Linked DNA regions of Sus scrofa: all the other regions are linked to region 1. The links are chromatin contacts, called in public Hi-C and HiChIP or PLAC-seq maps. All regions are on one chromosome and are shown on one strand. Each heading gives the region's core, a stretch centred on a gene start, on an enhancer-like site or on the middle of the called end of the contact. The rest is flanking DNA. Distances are from core to core; before and after follow the strand shown. Region 1 holds the start of RAB8A (RAB8A, member RAS oncogene family). Region 2 holds the start of EPHX3 (epoxide hydrolase 3). Region 3 holds the start of ILVBL (acetolactate synthase-like protein).

The links. A called contact is a pair of places that touch in the nucleus more often than the background predicts. HiChIP or PLAC-seq counts read pairs in DNA pulled down with a chosen protein or histone mark.
Region 2: a Hi-C map of liver shows a contact between it and region 1, with 4 times the contacts expected there. The contact joins the promoter of EPHX3 here to the promoter of RAB8A in region 1. A contact is called at or near these places in 1 of 5 promoter capture datasets (fetal liver) and 1 of 47 Hi-C or Micro-C datasets (liver).
Region 3: an H3K27ac HiChIP or PLAC-seq map of alveolar macrophages shows a contact between it and region 1. The contact joins the promoter of ILVBL here to the promoter of RAB8A in region 1. A contact is called at or near these places in 3 of 47 Hi-C or Micro-C datasets (brain, heart right ventricle and skeletal muscle) and 1 of 2 datasets of contacts at active chromatin or transcription factors (alveolar macrophages).

What each region holds. Positions count from the first base shown.
Region 1 is chr2:61,449,036-61,451,771 of Sscrofa11.1, reverse strand. It overlaps RAB8A (RAB8A, member RAS oncogene family), which reads left to right and starts at 1,421. Exons shown (of 8, transcript NM_001243802.1): 1 at 1,421-1,569. The coding sequence starts at 1,446.
Region 2 is chr2:62,347,127-62,349,826 of Sscrofa11.1, reverse strand. It overlaps EPHX3 (epoxide hydrolase 3), which reads right to left and starts at 1,296. Exons shown (of 8, transcript XM_005652901.3): 1 at 745-1,296; 2 at 306-587; 3 at 20-105. The coding sequence starts at 548.
Region 3 is chr2:62,433,973-62,436,730 of Sscrofa11.1, reverse strand. ILVBL (acetolactate synthase-like protein) reads right to left here and starts at 1,363. Exons shown (of 16, transcript XM_003123453.5): 1 at 1,175-1,363; 2 at 478-622. The coding sequence starts at 612.

The DNA of each region.
Region 1 (2,736 bases), core at 172-2,671:
TAAAAGAAGCAGGCAAATAACATGGGAAGAGTACAAAGAAAAAGATCTGTGAGAGGAGGTGGTCAATAGTATCAAATGCCACAGAGGCTGAATGCAGCCAGGTGGTCATTGCCTCTGGTTGGTTGAAGCTTTTCCTAACCAGAGCCAGATTAGCCAAAGAATGTGAAGTGGGACAGTGAGGAGAGGCAGCAGTCATCTTTTGTCAAGATCCTTGGGAAGCCTCCAGGCCTGATAGCCCAGAGTGACACATGGCGGTGAGTCCACCCAAGTGATGTGGCTCATCCCTACCACGCAGAAAACTATCTGATCAAGACCTTAGCCTCTGAAGCTGTTCGGTTTGAGTTCAAAAACCAATTTATCTGGTTAAGAGCCTGGGAAAGTCATTTAACCTCTCAGTCTTGTTTTCTCACCGTAAAACTTGGTGGGGGGAAGCGTGAACACACACAATAATACCTACCTCGGTGGGTTGGGGTGTGGACAAAATATTTTATAAATTTTTTTATAAGTGCTGACAACACTGGCAGGCACAGAACCAAAAGCTCTTTAGTATTCCCTCTAATTCTCACTATCCGAACTCTCTCGGCGGGTTCCAAGGCTCCAGGGTGCAACTCAGACGGCTGACTGGGTCGCGGCGGGAGAGGCTCTGGGACAAGTCCTGGGCAACCTCTAAATAGATCCAAGGGAGCATCCTGAGGAGTCCTGCGGACCTCGGGGCGCAGCTTGTGGCTGAGGCCTGGGTGTCTCTAGGAAGATCCGCTGGCCAGCGTCAAGGCCCCGGAGCAAGTCTCGAGGGGGCCTCGTTTCGACTATGACGGTACTTCTGCTCTCCTATCTCTTCGGCTCCGCCCGGTCTGACACGGAAGCCTGCAGACCGCACCACCACCGCCACGCCACATTCCCGCGCTGGACCCGACGCTAATTGAACTTGCTCCGGCCTGGAACAGCAAGAGCCAGAGAACACCCCCACCACCCGCGTGCGCCCTCTGCTGGCACACTACGGCCTTCCCGGCGCGCTTGCGCACGCTCCCCAGACCCCGCCCCAGCTTGAGGGCGCGCGGAGCCGTTGGCCCAGCTGCCCGCCCTCCCCCTCCCATCGGGGGGCGTGGCCGCCCTAGAGTCAGAGGAAGAAGGCGGGGACACAGAGATGCCATGCCCCAGCCTTGTCCCCATTTGAAGCCCCTCGACTCCTCACCACTGGCCAATCGCAGTCCGCCCTGTCCTGAGCGCCGGCCAATGAGCGGCGCCCTCAGGCCGCTTCCGGCTCTGCGCCCTGCTCGCCCCTTCCCCACGTCTTCCTGAGACGGGCGGGGCGCGGGGGCGGGCGTCGGCCGCGGTGACGCGCGGCGGGCCAGGAGCCAATGGGGGGCGGGATCGGCGCTGATGGACTGGGCCAGGGGCCAGTGGCGAGGCGCTGGCCGCACTTCCCGTCGGGGAGAGAGTGTAATATGGCGAAGACCTACGATTACCTGTTCAAGCTGCTGCTGATCGGGGACTCGGGGGTGGGGAAGACCTGTGTCCTGTTCCGCTTCTCCGAGGACGCCTTCAACTCCACTTTCATCTCCACCATAGGTAGTGGGGCCGGGAGCGCGGAAGGCCCAGGCCGGGCTCTCACCCTGAGGGCTGGGACTGAGGGAGCTGCTGAGCGGGATGGACCCGAGATCTGAGAGGGTCGAGAAGGCCGGAGCGGGAAGGAGCAGTAGCCTGCACCGCCCTTTGGGGGTTCCTGGGCCATGGGGCGGGGGTGAGGGTCAGGTACCCAATTTGCAGATGGGAATACTGAGGCCCCAATCCTCAGCCTACTTGTCAGGGAGTGTATGTCCTGGACAGAGTCTTGGCGCCCTGTCATCTTGTTCTTGCATCGGCCCTCGAAGCAGTCTTTGGGGTCTTTGACTTATAAACGTAGAAATGTGGAGTTGTCCATGGGGAAAGGACAGTGACAGGTGACATCTAACTTTATTGAGCTTTTATTGTGTGTCAGGTGCTTTACGTGCATGATCACACTTCCTGGTCCTCTGTGTCAAGTGCTGTTATGAGTTACTTTCACAGAAGAGGCATTTGAGGCTCAGGGAGACTGTACTTGCCCAAGGTCACACAGTCTACTGGTGGCAAGGATGGTATTTGTACCCAGGTGTGTTTGACCCCCCAAACTCAAGGCTCAACCGTCCCAGAGAGATGTGAGCACTCACTCCCCAGGACAAGCATAGCTGATCCATGTCTAAGCCAGGACTCCAACCCAGACCTCTCCTGCTCTTTTATAATGGAATATTCAGGGGTTGAGCCCCCTCCCTGATCCTATTTCCCCTAGAGATGAATTTCTTCTGGAAAGAATGATGAGAGGGAGTCCAGAGACTTTCCTTGCCCAGCTTTCCATCCCACTAGAGGGTAACAGAAATGGCAAGTGACAGCTGTCTGCCCTGGGACCTGTCATCCTGAGGAGATGCCAGATAAAAGCTTCAGCTTAGAAACCAAAATCAGCCACTGCCACAGACAGCCCCAACTTCCCTATCACTAGGGCCAGGACACCAGTTGTCACTTTGCAAAACAGCCTTGCCCACAGGGCCAGCCCACACTGTGGTTGAACAGAACTGACCTGTTGCTTCTCAGTTCTGACATCCACAAAAAGTGGGAGCTGACTTCTCACCAGAAAAAAGGCCATTGCCTGCATGAAAAGGTTTGACTGGGAAGTAACACCCATCAGGCAGAGTGGCCTCTAAGCTCTGCAGCCCTGCTCTGGAT
Region 2 (2,700 bases), core at 47-2,546, 900 kb before region 1:
CTTTGGGTCTCAGACATACCAGTTCTCCGGGAAGCCATGCAGAAACAGCATGAGGGGACCATTGCCGCGTCCAGCAGAGACATAGTGCAGGTGCACGCCTGAGCTCTGGGAAAGGGCACAGTATGCGACTTGGGAAACCCCTCTTCCCTAAGAAGTGTGGGAACACTTCACTTCCCACACCCCCCAGGCATGCGCAGATCCAGATTTGGATTCAACTATTTGCCACCCCGCACGGGTCTTAGACAGCCCCGCCTCCCTGGCTCCTTGACCCTCGAAACCCCGGTGGTGCCGCCCCACGCACTCACCTTGAGAGTCAGGAAGCAGTGCTCGCCCAGCGTGGGGTCGTTTAAGCAGGCGGGTGGGGTGCGCCGGGGTCGGCCGCAGCAGCCGCGTCGGGGCCGGCACAACACATGAGTGAGAGCGATGCAGCCGTAAACTGCTGCAGCCACTAGGGCCGCGGAGAACACGAGGCTCCACATGAAGGCGCGAAGCAGCTTCAGAGTGAGGCGCGATGGCGCCAGCAGGGCCGTCACCACCAGCTCGGGCATGTCACCGCGTTCCGGCACGACTGCGTGGCCGTCTAGGGTCTGGGCAAGGGGCACTGGCTGCAGCGGCAAGGCGGGATCTGGGCTGCGGAGCCCACCGCCTTTGGTCTGGGGTCCCTCCGTGCTGTCGGGGCTTGAGGAAAGCGCGGAGAGAAGAGGCTGGCAGCTCAGACCGAAACTGTCACCGCGCACTACTCACCTAAGTGCTAGGTAAACACCTGAGCGCGACGGTGATGGGGAACAAGGAGGCTCGAGGTGCAGGGGTGGAACTGCGAGGACCAGCCCTAGGGTGGTTGGGGTGGAGTCTTGGCGAGAAGGGAAGCTTGGGGCCAGGACTGTGGGCAGGATCAGAAATGCTTGGGCGGGGCTTAGGGGGGCGGGGTCTAGTAGGCCTCCCTGTTGGGTGTGTGGGTGGGGGTCAAAAGTCGAGAGGGAGAGATAGGGTCCTGCACAAACAAGAGACAGGGGGGCACCGTGGGTGAAATGGGCGGAGCCTGAGATAAAGGGGCGGGGCAGTGCAGGGTAGGTACCGCCTACCGGCTGGAAAGGTGAACTCAACTAGGCCTACCTAGGAGCGTTGCGAGGGCTTGGGGCGTGGCTAAGGAGGGTGCGGACGAAGGTGGAACCGAAAGAAGGCGGGGCCTAACGTTGGGCCGAGAAGGTCTGAGGCTGGGCCAGGATGGCTTGGGTGCGAGGGCTGGACCAATGAGCTGGGGATCGGCCTGCATACGGGCCAATGAGACGGAGGGGCGGGGTCGGAACCTAATATGGCGGGTCAGGCGGGTCCGGAAGCGGAAGGTGTGGGACAGACGGTGCCATGACTGGGGTTGGGAGGGTGGCGTGGGGTGTCGCCACGGCCAAAGCATGCCTTGGGAGACCCTGCCGTCGCCCTCTCTGGAGCTCCCCACCCGGAAACGCGCGACCCTCCCTCCTTGCAGCACCTTCTCCAAGCCCTGGTTCCAACGGTGGTTCAGCCGCCTCGACCCCACGATAGCCTCCAGTTGGTCCAGCGGACCCGTCGGCCCGCCCCTGCACAGATGTGATTGGACAGAGGCGGTCATTGACTTACCAATCTGCGGTTGTAGACGCCGGGGCTCCGCGGGTGGCGGCAGCAGGCGGGAGACTGACTTCTAAAGGATATATGCCTGAGCGCCGAAGAACAGGGATGGTTGTCATTGGGACTCTGGCCAAAGAGGTAGCTGAGTAGGGCCAGGCGAGAAGTCTGGCAGGATACCTTCTTCCTCCTGTTTTGCAAACTTCCCCCAACATCCCGAACATTTCAAGGTCATTCATCATTTAACCCTTACAACAACCATTAGTGTAGGTAGTATTATCACCTCCCTGTATTACGGTATAGATCACGAGCCTGAAATTCATTTGCCTAAAGCCTAATAGCTGGTTCAACAGCAATCAGAACTTGAGAAAAGCAGCAGTCTTGGGCTCCACCTTTCCTTCCCCCTGGAGGCAGCCATTGGAAAGATTTTAGCTTTTTTCTGGGGGTTGGTTACCTAGCTACCTCTAAATGTGCTTATGTGGCTACTTCCTGATTTACCTATTTGGGGCATTATCCATTGACTGTATCACTGTCACCACCACTGCACAAGCATTTTCCATGTTTAGTTTTCATATTTCTTTTAAACACTTCACCTATTTTTCATCACTTCCCATTTTCCCTGACACTTAGCACTGTTAGCCTTACCTTGGTATTGTCAAGACTGCTAAACATTATACTTGTCCTAGGACCATAATTAAGCCCATGGGTCCTTACTTAAAGGGAAATAGTGGTTTACGTGGTGCTGCCTCAGTAAACAATGCATTTCAGAGCTTAATAGGTGCCTGTGATTACACTGCTCATACTGCACAAGTGTTTGCCCTGCACACTTACCACTTACCTATTTTGCATGATTAGGCTGTATTGTGGCTTTGGCTTCATTTACATTTTCATCAAATCAATGGTCCAGCCACTTGATGATGCTGTATCCTGCCTGAGTACTCTAATCTGGCTGCAAGGTCTATGGGTGTGGAACTCCCTTCTTCCTCTGCTATAGAACACTGATTCCCACATTCCCCCTACACCCCCAGCTCTACCCTTAAAGAAAAAGACAGCAGTAGTCACAGGACAGTGATTTTATATTCAGTACAAATGTTTATTTTT
Region 3 (2,758 bases), core at 114-2,613, 990 kb before region 1:
ATACAACCTCTATGAGCCCTGGTTTCCTCCTATGGAAAATGAAGACAGAAACCAGAGCATCTATTCAGGAACGTGTTGGGTACATGGGAAAACCCCTCTAAAGCATTGAGCTCAGCAACTGTCACAAAATTGTCACAGCCTCCTCCTCTGGAGCCTGTGTTCAGCACTCTGACCCCACCCTGTTAGGGTACTGCTCTGTAAAACGGGCCCCAGGCCCCAGATGTAGGAGGTTGGCGGGGTACTGAATGCCCCGGGCAGCTGTGGCTTCCAGGTGATCTCTTCCCTGAGGCAAAGTCCAGAGCTCCGCAAGCAGCTCGGGGCAGTGGCGACGGAACCCTGGAAAAACTCTCCCGACCAGTTCCTCTGATTAGTCGGGCCTCACTTTCCTCGTCTGTAAAATGAGTTAGCTGGAAAGAGCGCTGGAAGTCCACTCCTTCTTTACTTGCCCCCGGCCGCCACCCCCGTATTCCCCCAAACCTTATGCGTTAGCTGATAGAAGAGCCCCAGGCGATAAGCAGCGCCCAGCAAGGCGGCCACTAGCGTCCCGAAGGCCAGGAACAGGAAAGAGGGGAAGAAGCCCCCAGCAGGGGCGGCGGCCGCGGGGGTCTCCATATGGTAGCACCTAAGAAAGAAAGGAGAGCGCTAGGACATTGGCGCGACAACCGCGACCTCAGAAGGCATTCCCCCACTCCCAGCTCAGATTCCGAACCACGCTCCTTGTCGCGAGTTTCTGAGCGACCACGCCCCTTACACCGCTAGGCTCCGGACCAGGCCAAGCCCCTCGGGGATCAGGCCAAGCCTCTTGCAACACCAGCACCGCCCCCGCCACCCCCCGCCTCCCCGCATACCTCACCATGACCACCTAAACTGTGCCATCACAGGTCAAAGCGGCGACAATGCCTCAAAAGAGTTATTTTCCCATTTACTTGCTCCTCAATGGATCAGCGGGAAGTTCCGCCTCTCTTTGCCATCAAGGACCAAGACTCTCAGCCCTGGAGATGAGCCCATCCTACATCTACGCCCCCCAAGTTAGCGTGCGCGACACTGTCTTCAAGCCAGGCCCCTCTCCGCTAGCAAGCGCCCAGGCCCGAGCCTAACCCCCAACCCCAGGCAGCGAGGTCTGGACGCACCGGGATGCTTCTCCGACCCACGGGGCACTTTAACCTTCACCTACACGAAAATCCGCCGACTCCGGTGTAATTAGGCGCCCTTCGTGTCACGTGACGGGGCGCGCAGCCTGAAGAGGCTGGACCCGGAACCTATGACCTTGCCCCTTTCGCCCACTTGGATCAGGGCGCCCGGTAGTCCAACTCGAAGCGCGTGGGCGGAACTGACCGGTAGCCATGTTCCGGTACACAGGCACCTCCCATAAGAGCCCTCCCTCTTACTGGCTGCCTCTGCACAGGTTCCGCCCTCTCTCGCTTCTCATTGACTCTCACTGCAGGCCTTTTACAAAAGGCCGCGCCCCTTTGCTGCTTCCAAGAGCCAGCCCTTCATTTGGCGGATTGTTGCGGGCCTCCGCAGATTCCCTGCGCTCTGAACCCAGGCGGCTTTCCGCAACCGCGGCGCTGAACACCTCTTCTCGTAGGCGGAGCCTGAACAGTCACGGTCTGAACAGTCACGGTCCCTTTGCCAGAGTCCACATCTTTCGGGACCTCACCCCCAACAAACCTCGCCCTCTCGATCTAATACCAGACTCCACCTCCCATCCTACCGCAATACTGCCATGGAAGAGGCCAGGTCCCCACCCTCTCCTTTTTTTTTTTTTTTTGTCTTTTTTTGTCTTTTTGCCATTTCTTGGGCCGCTCCCGCGGCATATGGAGGTTCCCAGGCTAGGGGTTGAATCGGAGCTGTAGCCACCGGCCTACGCGAGAGCCACAGCAACTCCAGATCCGAGCCGCGTCTGCAACCTACACCACAGTTCACGGCAACACTGGATCCTTAACCCACTGAGCGAGGCCAGGGATCGAACCTTCAATCTCATGGTTCCTAGTCGGATCCGTTAACCACTGAACCACGATGGGAACTCCTCACCCTCTCCTATTGAGAAACATTTCTGTTTCTCCAGTTTGGGGCTATTACAAAGCCCCTATGGACAATCATACCAAGTGTAAATGAAACGAGAAAGCTTCAGAAGTGGTGATGGAGAACAGAAGCCAGTGAGGAGCCAGTGAGGTCATGGCCAAGGACCACGGAAGACCATAGATCAAGACCTTACCGCCAGAGAGGGCAGGAATATTCACAACATATTTAAATTGCTAAATCCGCGAACTTCCGTGTGTGTTTCCCATGCATCCTTTGAAGTTTATTGTCTGTTATGACTTTAACATTTATTTTGGGAGTTCCTGTCGTGGAGCAGCGGAAACGAATCCGACTAGGAACCCTGAGGTTGTGGGTTCGATCCCTGGCCTCGCGCAATAGGTTAAGGATCCAGCGTTGCAGTGAGCTGTGGCATAGATCACAGAAGCAGCTCAGATCTGGCGTTGATGTGGCTCTGGCGTAGGCTGTCAGCTATAGCTCCGTTTAGACCCCTAGCCTGGGAACCTCCATATGCGGCTGATGCAGCCCTAAAAGGACAAAAGACCAAAAAAAAAATTATTTTTCATGTGGATTGGACGTTTCTCCCCAAGTCTGTGGGTCACCAGCCATAAAAAACCCCATTCCGGCTTGGAAGACAGTTTGAACTGGATGCTGTGGATGCTGGATGGTGACTCACTAGGCTGTGTTCTTGGAGAAGATGCTACACGTGAGAAGGAGC